3 separate regions of the Zea mays genome follow, and all the other regions are linked to region 1. A link is a contact called in public Hi-C data. All regions are on one chromosome and are shown on one strand. The core of a region is the stretch at or near the end of the contact, and the rest is flanking DNA. Distances in the headings are between cores, read along the strand shown. Region 1 holds the start of LOC100217242 (COV1-like protein). Region 2 holds the start of LOC100280167. Region 3 has its middle 70 kb from the start of LOC100280167.

The links. Hi-C and Micro-C count contacts between places; a contact is called where the count stands out from the background.
Region 2: a Hi-C map of ear shows a contact between it and region 1, with 2.1 times the contacts expected there. The contact joins the promoter of LOC100280167 here to the promoter of LOC100217242 in region 1. A contact is called at or near these places in 5 of 25 Hi-C or Micro-C datasets (ear, endosperm, leaf and 2 more).
Region 3: a Hi-C map of leaf shows a contact between it and region 1, with 5 times the contacts expected there. The contact joins the enhancer-like site here to the promoter of LOC100217242 in region 1. A contact is called at or near these places in 14 of 25 Hi-C or Micro-C datasets (bundle sheath, ear, leaf and 4 more).

What each region holds. Positions count from the first base shown.
Region 1 is chr8:102,917,723-102,920,346 of Zm-B73-REFERENCE-NAM-5.0, forward strand. It overlaps LOC100217242 (COV1-like protein), which reads right to left and starts at 1,327. Exons shown (of 8, transcript NM_001143597.1): 1 at 1,135-1,327. The coding sequence starts at 1,263.
Region 2 is chr8:103,142,030-103,144,653 of Zm-B73-REFERENCE-NAM-5.0, forward strand. LOC100280167 reads left to right here and starts at 1,315. Exons shown (of 6, transcript NM_001153099.2): 1 at 1,315-2,232; 2 at 2,346-2,468; 3 at 2,570-2,624. The coding sequence starts at 1,511.
Region 3 is chr8:103,072,450-103,075,073 of Zm-B73-REFERENCE-NAM-5.0, forward strand. No RefSeq gene overlaps it. Among protein-coding and RNA genes, the nearest start is that of LOC100280167, 70 kb to the right of the region's middle. Within about 2 kb of position 1,297, at least 6 of the 20 cell types and tissues checked have an H3K27ac peak or open chromatin away from gene starts, as enhancers often do. A contact at or near this core is called in leaf, leaf mesophyll and root tip, where this site is marked.

The DNA of each region.
Region 1 (2,624 bases), core at 77-2,576:
GATGCGAACATTGCTGGTTTAATAAATAAAACTTTAAGATGGAAAATGGCAGAATGCCTAAATATATGGAGTGCTATTTGTCCCCTAGGCGAACGGGCCTCTAGCTGAGTTGGTTAGATGGCTCTAGTAGCACTCCTTGTATTCTAGGTTCGTCTCCTAGTGGGAGCGAATTTCAGGTTGTGGTTAAAAAAGGCCACTCGTTGTGCATGAGATAGACTGGCCTATAGGGAACGGATCCTCGTGTGGGGGTTAGGAGGCTCAAAGCACGAGAAAACATCTTACTTATAAGGGGGCAGACCCTCATGCTGCAGGGGCAGCTTGCGTGATCTTTCTCTATAGGGCTCAGTTTGAGCTTCTTCTTAATACAATACCGTAGTGGTGTCTTTCCCCACCGGCCGAGTTTTTTTTTTGTCCACTAGGATATAGTTGAGGCTAACACTCAATCACAATTAGTTGATCAAATTTCTATTCTATGGTGCAAATTCTCTAACAAAACTGTATGGCTAGATCCTATGCACTGACTCTGCAAAACCCTGCATGTTCAAATTCATGAAACATCGGAAGCCAAGAACATCGCATTAGTTATTGTAGGCCAACTTGGCATCTTAATAATGCCAGAATTTGCTTGGAGTCTAATTAACAGTAGAATAAATGCAGCATTCGGCCCAAATATTCCTCGGTCATAGCTAATAGTCTCTCGTTTAAATCAGTGTCTACTTCACATAACACGAGTATTGACACACCAAGCGCGAGCGTGGTCTGTATTTGGTGTCGCGAAGGAGAAATCATGTTACGTCCAGTGGATTTCAGCCTTTCACGATAACAATAAAAAGTGCACATGCCAGAACTATGAGAACCGATACGAAATATTAGGCGAAAAAAGAAAAAAAAAATCAAAGGGTTATTTTGACCACCGAAGGCGTCAGGCTCAGGCGTGGTCGGGTCAGGTCCCGCACATGGCCAACTCATGCTTCCCTCCCGAGAAAGGAAAGGAGGCGGAAGACCGGAAGGCGAAAAGGCAGTTTGAACTTGAACAGTGCGGCCGCACAGAGGCGACCAGATCGAAGCGAAGCGACTAGGGTATAGGTAGAAGCTGCAGGGCGGGGCAGGGTCTAGGGCGAGAAGGATCCGGACCTTGCGAGTGGACGTGCCGGGCGAGCTGGGTCGCGGCGGCGACTTGGCAGGGTCCTCGGAGTCAGGCGCTGCCGCCTCGGCCGCCGCCTGGCCGAGCGGCACGGGCGCGTACTCCTTGTCCTCCGGCATTGCGGTCGGTGGGACGGATGCTGCTCGCTGAAGTTTACCTTACGCAAAGCTCTCGCGGCCTTGCGGAAGCAGTTGGCGTGGTGTGGGCCGTGTGGTGGCGGAGTTGGAAAGCGAGACGCCGCCGGCAGTAGTGACCGAACTGCCCTCGTGCGGGGGCCGTCGGATCTGGCCCCGCGTGTCATCCTGCGAGGACGGGGCACGTGGGTCCGCGCGTTGCGGCCTTGCGGGCGGCGGTGGTTGCGCACCGCAAGCGGCGGGTCTGGCTCCATTTCGAACCCGCCGCACCGTCGCTGTTGTGTTCTGTTCGCCTCGACGACGTGCGTGTAATAGCGGCACATCCGCTCACACCGCCGTTGCCCGTTGGCCGTGAGCACGTGCGTGATCTCGGAGCTACGGCTCACAAAAAATCGATCTGCTACGTCTAAAAAATCAAAAAACAAGAAAGTGTGCAAGATGCAGAGTTACCGAACTCTAAAATAGACTCTATACCGTATAAAAAAATTAAAACGATAATCATATATAATACTTCATTTATTCTAATTTATTATAATTCGTTTAAATTTTTCGTAAGTTTAACGACTCGTTTTTTTTAAAATACAAAAATTCAAAGCCACACCAAACTAGCATTGAGTACTTACGAAGAATTATCTTACAATAGTACGAGACAAACAGTCATTACCTGAATATCTCTCACTTACTTGTTCCTGCTGGCCTTTAAGTACCAATTATCTCAAATTATATAGTTTTGCACTTGCCAATATATACATCTTATTCCAGTGGCCCTCATTGACGTTTTGTAATTTGCATAGAAATAAACTACATAGCTAGTGATTCCTATAGTACGAAATAAGAAGAGATGTCGTAGTGATTCCTATATATAGTTGGCATAAATATTAATTATAAACTTCACATAGAAATCTCATTACAAGGTATTGAATTTAATTAGTGATGGGCTATATAATTTTGGGGGCACTAAAAATTGAGGCCCCCTACCACCGCATGCCTCGTTCCGTCGTGCATGCATGGCTCTATATACCTACAACATTATGTTACCTTGTGTATGGTGTTTTATCATAGTGCTCTTTCATTAAACTCACTACCGGAATCAATCGCTTTGCCGAGTGCCTGAAGCACTCGGTGAAGCCTTGAAAACACTCGGCAAATGCTTTGCCAAGTGTTACACTCGGCAAAGAAGGCTCGGTGAACAGTGCATCGGCAAAGCCTTCTTTGCCGAGAGCTTTTTCTCGGGCACTCGGCAAAAATATTTGTCGAGTGCCAGACAGCACTCGGCAAAGAAAAGCGGCCGTTACGGCGCCGGGTAACGGAGACGGAGGCTTTGCCGAGTGTCCCTTGTGACACTC
Region 2 (2,624 bases), core at 65-2,564, 220 kb after region 1:
ACCATTTGGAACTATGTCGTTATGTTAAATTTTGTGAATGTGAATGCTTATGTGATTATATTTGTGAATGTGTATACTTATGTGAGTATATTTGTTAATGTGAATGTGTATATGTGTATGAAATCTGTTTTGTATTTGCAAATGTCAGATTTTTTAAATTTCAGATTTTTGTGCAATTTCTGAAAAATGTTATGTCCGATGGCTTAAAACCGTCGGAAATATGCTATATGTTATGTCCGACGGCTTTAAATCGTCGGACATAACAGCTGTGGGCCCAGGCGACGGGTAAAACGGTTACGCCGCCTTATCTCCGACGGTTCGATGGGGCCGTCGGACATACGCTATGTCCGACGGCTGCCGTCGGATATAACGCTATTTCCGACGCGTTATCCACGACGGCTTAAAACCGTCGGAGGTAAGCTAATGCCGTCGGACATAGCTTATCTCCGACGGTCCAAATCTTATGTCCGACGGTTTTAGCCGTCGGAAATTTCTTCGTTTACTGTAGTGATACTCATATCCGACGGCATCACGATCTTCAACTGGAGCAGCGTCCTCACCGAGAGATAAATCAACCTCCATGACGACGACTAGGGTTAAGAAGATTAGTAGATGATTAAATAGGAATATGCATTTTTTACCGTGGACTGCATGCGCCTATCCAGCCGTCGATAAGATTGCCACGCTTAAGCAATTCAGACTGGATCCACTCGCTTCTTGTTGTGTCTGGTTCGCACGGAATTTTTTTTTCGAAAAGATGGAAGGGAGGGACTCCGAACAGTGAACCCTTTTGGTGTCGTGCCGAGCCGCCGCGCAGTGAAACTTTTATGCAAATCCTGAAATCCACCACGCATTTTGCCATCTTGCTCAGCTGAAGCCAAAAGTCAGCACAGTACTAGGCACTAGGCAGCGCAGACAGTCCAGAGATTCCCTGCAATCGCTCGGCTTTTGGACTAGCGGGGTCGTGGATGCCCGGAGCTGCAGAGGCCACTTGCGTCCGTCCGATCTGCCCAGTGGACGGTCCAGACCAAGTTGGAGAAATCGATGCGGACAACATCACCAACCTTCTTCTACCCGCCCTGCAGTTGCCGAGAGTTAATTCGAGCTTTAATCACCTCAACAAGATCCTCGGTTCTGACTTCCGAGCATTGATTAATTACTCCAGGCTAGTTTAATCCAAGATCCGCCTGTCAGAGGAGACGAGCCCACAGGCACAGAAACGGACAACCCAGCTCAACTTTCCCGGGCCCACAGGAAGCCAGCCCATCTGCTGCTAAACTTCCTGTCCTGTATCATCTCGTGCTCGTCGGTCGTCACTAGTCCTCGCTCATAGCAGGCGGCAGTGACTCATCACTACTAGTGATCAGACCAGTGAGCTAGCGACTGTACCATGCAGCAGCTGTAGGAGAGCCTGGTGGTAGGTAGGATAGGAGTAGCGCCAGCCGCCAAGTGCGCGTCCGGGCTGGCTGCTTCGGCGAGCAGGAGGGAGCCGCACCGCCGGGCTCCCGCAATGTCGCCTCCTCCGCCCCCGCCGCTGCTGCGCAACGAGCTGTCGCGCAGGACGGCGGTGCTGGGCCTGCGCCTGTGGGTGCTGGTGGGCATCGCCGTCGGGGCCGCCTTCGTGCTGCTCCTCGTGCTCATCTCCCTCCACCTCGCCGCGGCGCGGCGGAGGCGGCCCAGGAAGGGCGTCGCGCACGCGCCCGCGCACGCGCCGGCGGGGGCGCCGCCGCTGTCCCCGTCCACCATCCCGCCCGTGTCCAAGGAGATCCAGGAGGTGGCCGTCCACGTCGGCTCGCTCCGCCACTACCTCGAGACGGGGCACGCGTTCCTCAAGGACGGCGGCGGCGGCGACGGTGAGTCCGTGGCGTACGGGTCGCAGCGCGTCCACATCGAGGCCGGCAAGGGCCAGCGCATGGTCGCGGCGGCGTCCGACGCGCTGTCGGCGGCCGTGGGCCCCGAGGTGTCGCACCTCGGCTGGGGCCACTGGTACACGCTGCGGGAGCTGGAGGAGGCCACCGCCGCGTTCGCCCCCGAGCACGTCGTCGGCGAGGGCGGGTACGGCATCGTCTACCGCGGCGTCCTCGCCGACGGCTACCAGGTCGCCGTCAAGAACCTCCTCAACAACAGGGGACAAGCCGAGCGGGAGTTCAGGGTGGAGGTGGAGGCCATCGGCCGCGTCCGGCACAAGAATCTGGTCCGGCTACTGGGCTACTGCGCCGAGGGCGCCCAACGGTACAGAAGTGCATTATTATTGCTTCTTGCTTTGTGGTAAATTTTTGTTCGTGCGCTGCGCATCGTACCTCTACGGCTCTACCTAACCTAAATGCGGTTGCTTGTGATCCCAGGATACTTGTGTACGAGTACGTGGACAACGGCAACCTCGAGCAGTGGCTGCACGGCGACGTCGGGGCAGTGAGCCCGCTCACCTGGGACGTCCGGATGAACATCGTGCTCGGCATGGCCAAAGGGTGCCTCCTCCCACACTGCTTTTCGTTCTGCTCATGTACTCTGCCTCTGAACGGCCGGCATGGCCAGAGAGAGAGAGAGATTGATCTGTGGGATGGTTCAGGATCACGTACCTGCACGAGGGGCTGGAACCCAAGGTGGTGCACAGGGACATCAAG
Region 3 (2,624 bases), core at 47-2,546, 150 kb after region 1:
TATAAAGTAAAACAGGTGATGTCTGGCAACGCCTATTTGCTACAAACATTACAAGGCAAGGATTTGTCTAAGGCTTTGAATGGGCGTTTCCTCAAACAGTACCATCCTAGTATGTGGCAAGATGCCTAAGAGAACCGATGTAATCACATCGAGTTAGTTGCTTTTGGTTTGCTCAGGTCCACCAAAAGGCAGGGGGGCATATGTTGAGCACACTTTTGAGCTGGCGGACGGTCCAGCCCTGAGGCCGGACGGTCCGCGGTCCGGACAGTCTGCGCCTGTGGGCCGGACGGTCCGCGCATGCGCAGAGCAGTTTAGGGTTCCGAGTTTTGTGCTACGGTTGTTAGCTATATTCGCAGGATTAGCTCGGAATCAGTTGTGTAAAGGGTCCAGCCCCCCTCCTCTATAAATAGAGAGGTCTACGGCCGATTAATCATCAACAATCGAATCAATACAACTTCTATTTCGCATTTTATCGTAGGAGTAGTTCTAGTCTAGTTTAGGTTTAGCCTCTCGATCCCCAAATCTTCTGCCTCTCCTCGACTCTACGTCGATTAGAGGAGTCTAGGTCGGTCTATTCGAGCTTAGACAACTCCTAGGATCTCTCCTCCCCGACGGGGTCCGTCCCGGGAGCGAGATCCAGGCGCCGCCGGCGATCTTCCGCCGCCCCTGCGCACGCGCGGACCGTCCGGCCCTAGGGTGCGGACCGTCCGGCCGTAAGGCAGAGAACCCGAGCTCCTGCACCAGGTCGCGGACCGTCCGCGCCTGACCAGAGAGCATCGTCGCGCCTCGCACCAGGTCGCGGACCGTCCGGCCCCTGCGCGCGGACCGTCCGCCCCTGTGCAGAGGGCACCGCTACGGGCGTCAACAGTACCCATACAGGTATGAGTCACCCATCAGGTCATCCATGCCGACAGAGATTAAGCATATGTCAAAATAATACATTGTGTGAATATCAAGTATATCCATCTAAATACCATTACATAAATTCTATCGTTATTCAATCATCCATTCAACATCACCACAGATAATTGGATAGAGTAGCAACACTAAGATAGTACCACGTATAACGCACTACATGTTCCATTAAATGGTCGTTGAATAATTGTTAAGTCTTCCGTGATATTATTGTTCAAAAGATTGTTAAATAGTCAAATCCTTTCATGATATTATTGTTCTCTTTAAAAACCCACGCGTTTCAGAACTGCGGCGGCGCCCTGATCACTTTGACTTGCGAGTTAACGCAGCACAAACAACCGCCAAACTCAGAACTGCGGCGCCCTGACCACCTGCGCAGTCAACAAACAATTGCGAAGTCAGCAAGTGGACTTGGTCGACGTGATTCAGGGCCAATTGCGAGCTCAGCAAGTGCTAGTCGCTTTCAGAAACACGCTGCGACTTGCGTTGCAGCAAAAATAATAATAAAAAAATCTTCCTGCCTCTACTTATCTTGGTTGCACTGCTACACCAATATGTATAGTTGCGCTAGATATGCTCACATTCTAGCTTCCAGTTGCACATAAATGGAATTCCATGAGAAGAACCGTTGCAATGCAAGAAGACCAGCAGTAAAGTCCTCCAGCACAGCCGGCTTCGACATCAACATGCTCCAGTCCTCCAGTAAAGTCCTTGGCAGTAGTCAGAACCCAGGAGACCAGCAGAAGATACCCTCGAGGAATCAGGACGGGTTCCCACCAGAAACAAAAAGCAGACACCAACGTTCCAAGACCCAATTCCAGAAGCAGACGAAGAGTTTAGGTCGTCTCTTGTTGGATGCCTTGAATGATGGGAATTCAACTCAGTGGGCATCAGAATATCAGATCAGATCACGCGGTTTAGGTCTTCAGGAAACCTAACTGCACATGAATCTGTGCTCCTTACGAGCCTGTGAGGTGCGAGAGGATTGCAAAGGGCCAGCCCGAGACGCATGCACACTGCATTCGCAATTTACAGACAGGAACTTGTGTAGGCCCGGAACCTGTGTTTGGAAGGCTTTGTCTTGCTACAGAAGACTTCGAGGAAGTTGTTCAGGCATCCTTGGCTGTAGATGCTAGGCCTGCCGTCTGATCTGTATCGGAAGCCCCAAAGAAGCTGGAGAGTGTTTGAAGGCCTACAGTGCTGACATTGCAAATATGTAAATGCAAATAAGAGTCGAGGAAGAAACAAACACGAAAAAGTGCCGGTAATATTGCGCTGCACAATGTCGAAGTGAGTGAGCCAACAAAGATCAGGTTAAAAGAAGGCAACAGAAGAGGAACTGAAGCAATAATACTTCCTAGAGTTTGTAAGAAATCATTCTTTCGACATGAAAGTCCTGAGCGGCCTCTCACTTAGGAAGTTCTATTTCAAATAGTAGCTGATCTTGTAGGAAGTTCTATTTGATCCTGTGTCATGGAGGAGATTTTATTTGGATTACAGAATTCAACAGTTCCCTTTTGCCAGTGCACAACTTATACAGACTATCATGGGGGGACTAATTAATACAGTGTGTCATGTGTGGTTCCTAGGATTTACTGCCAGTTATGCATATTTGAGAAACTGGTCAGGCTGCTGCAATAGGGTGACACTCCACCCAGCTAATAGAAACAAAATCATAAACCTATGTTGAGAGTGCAATAATAAGTATA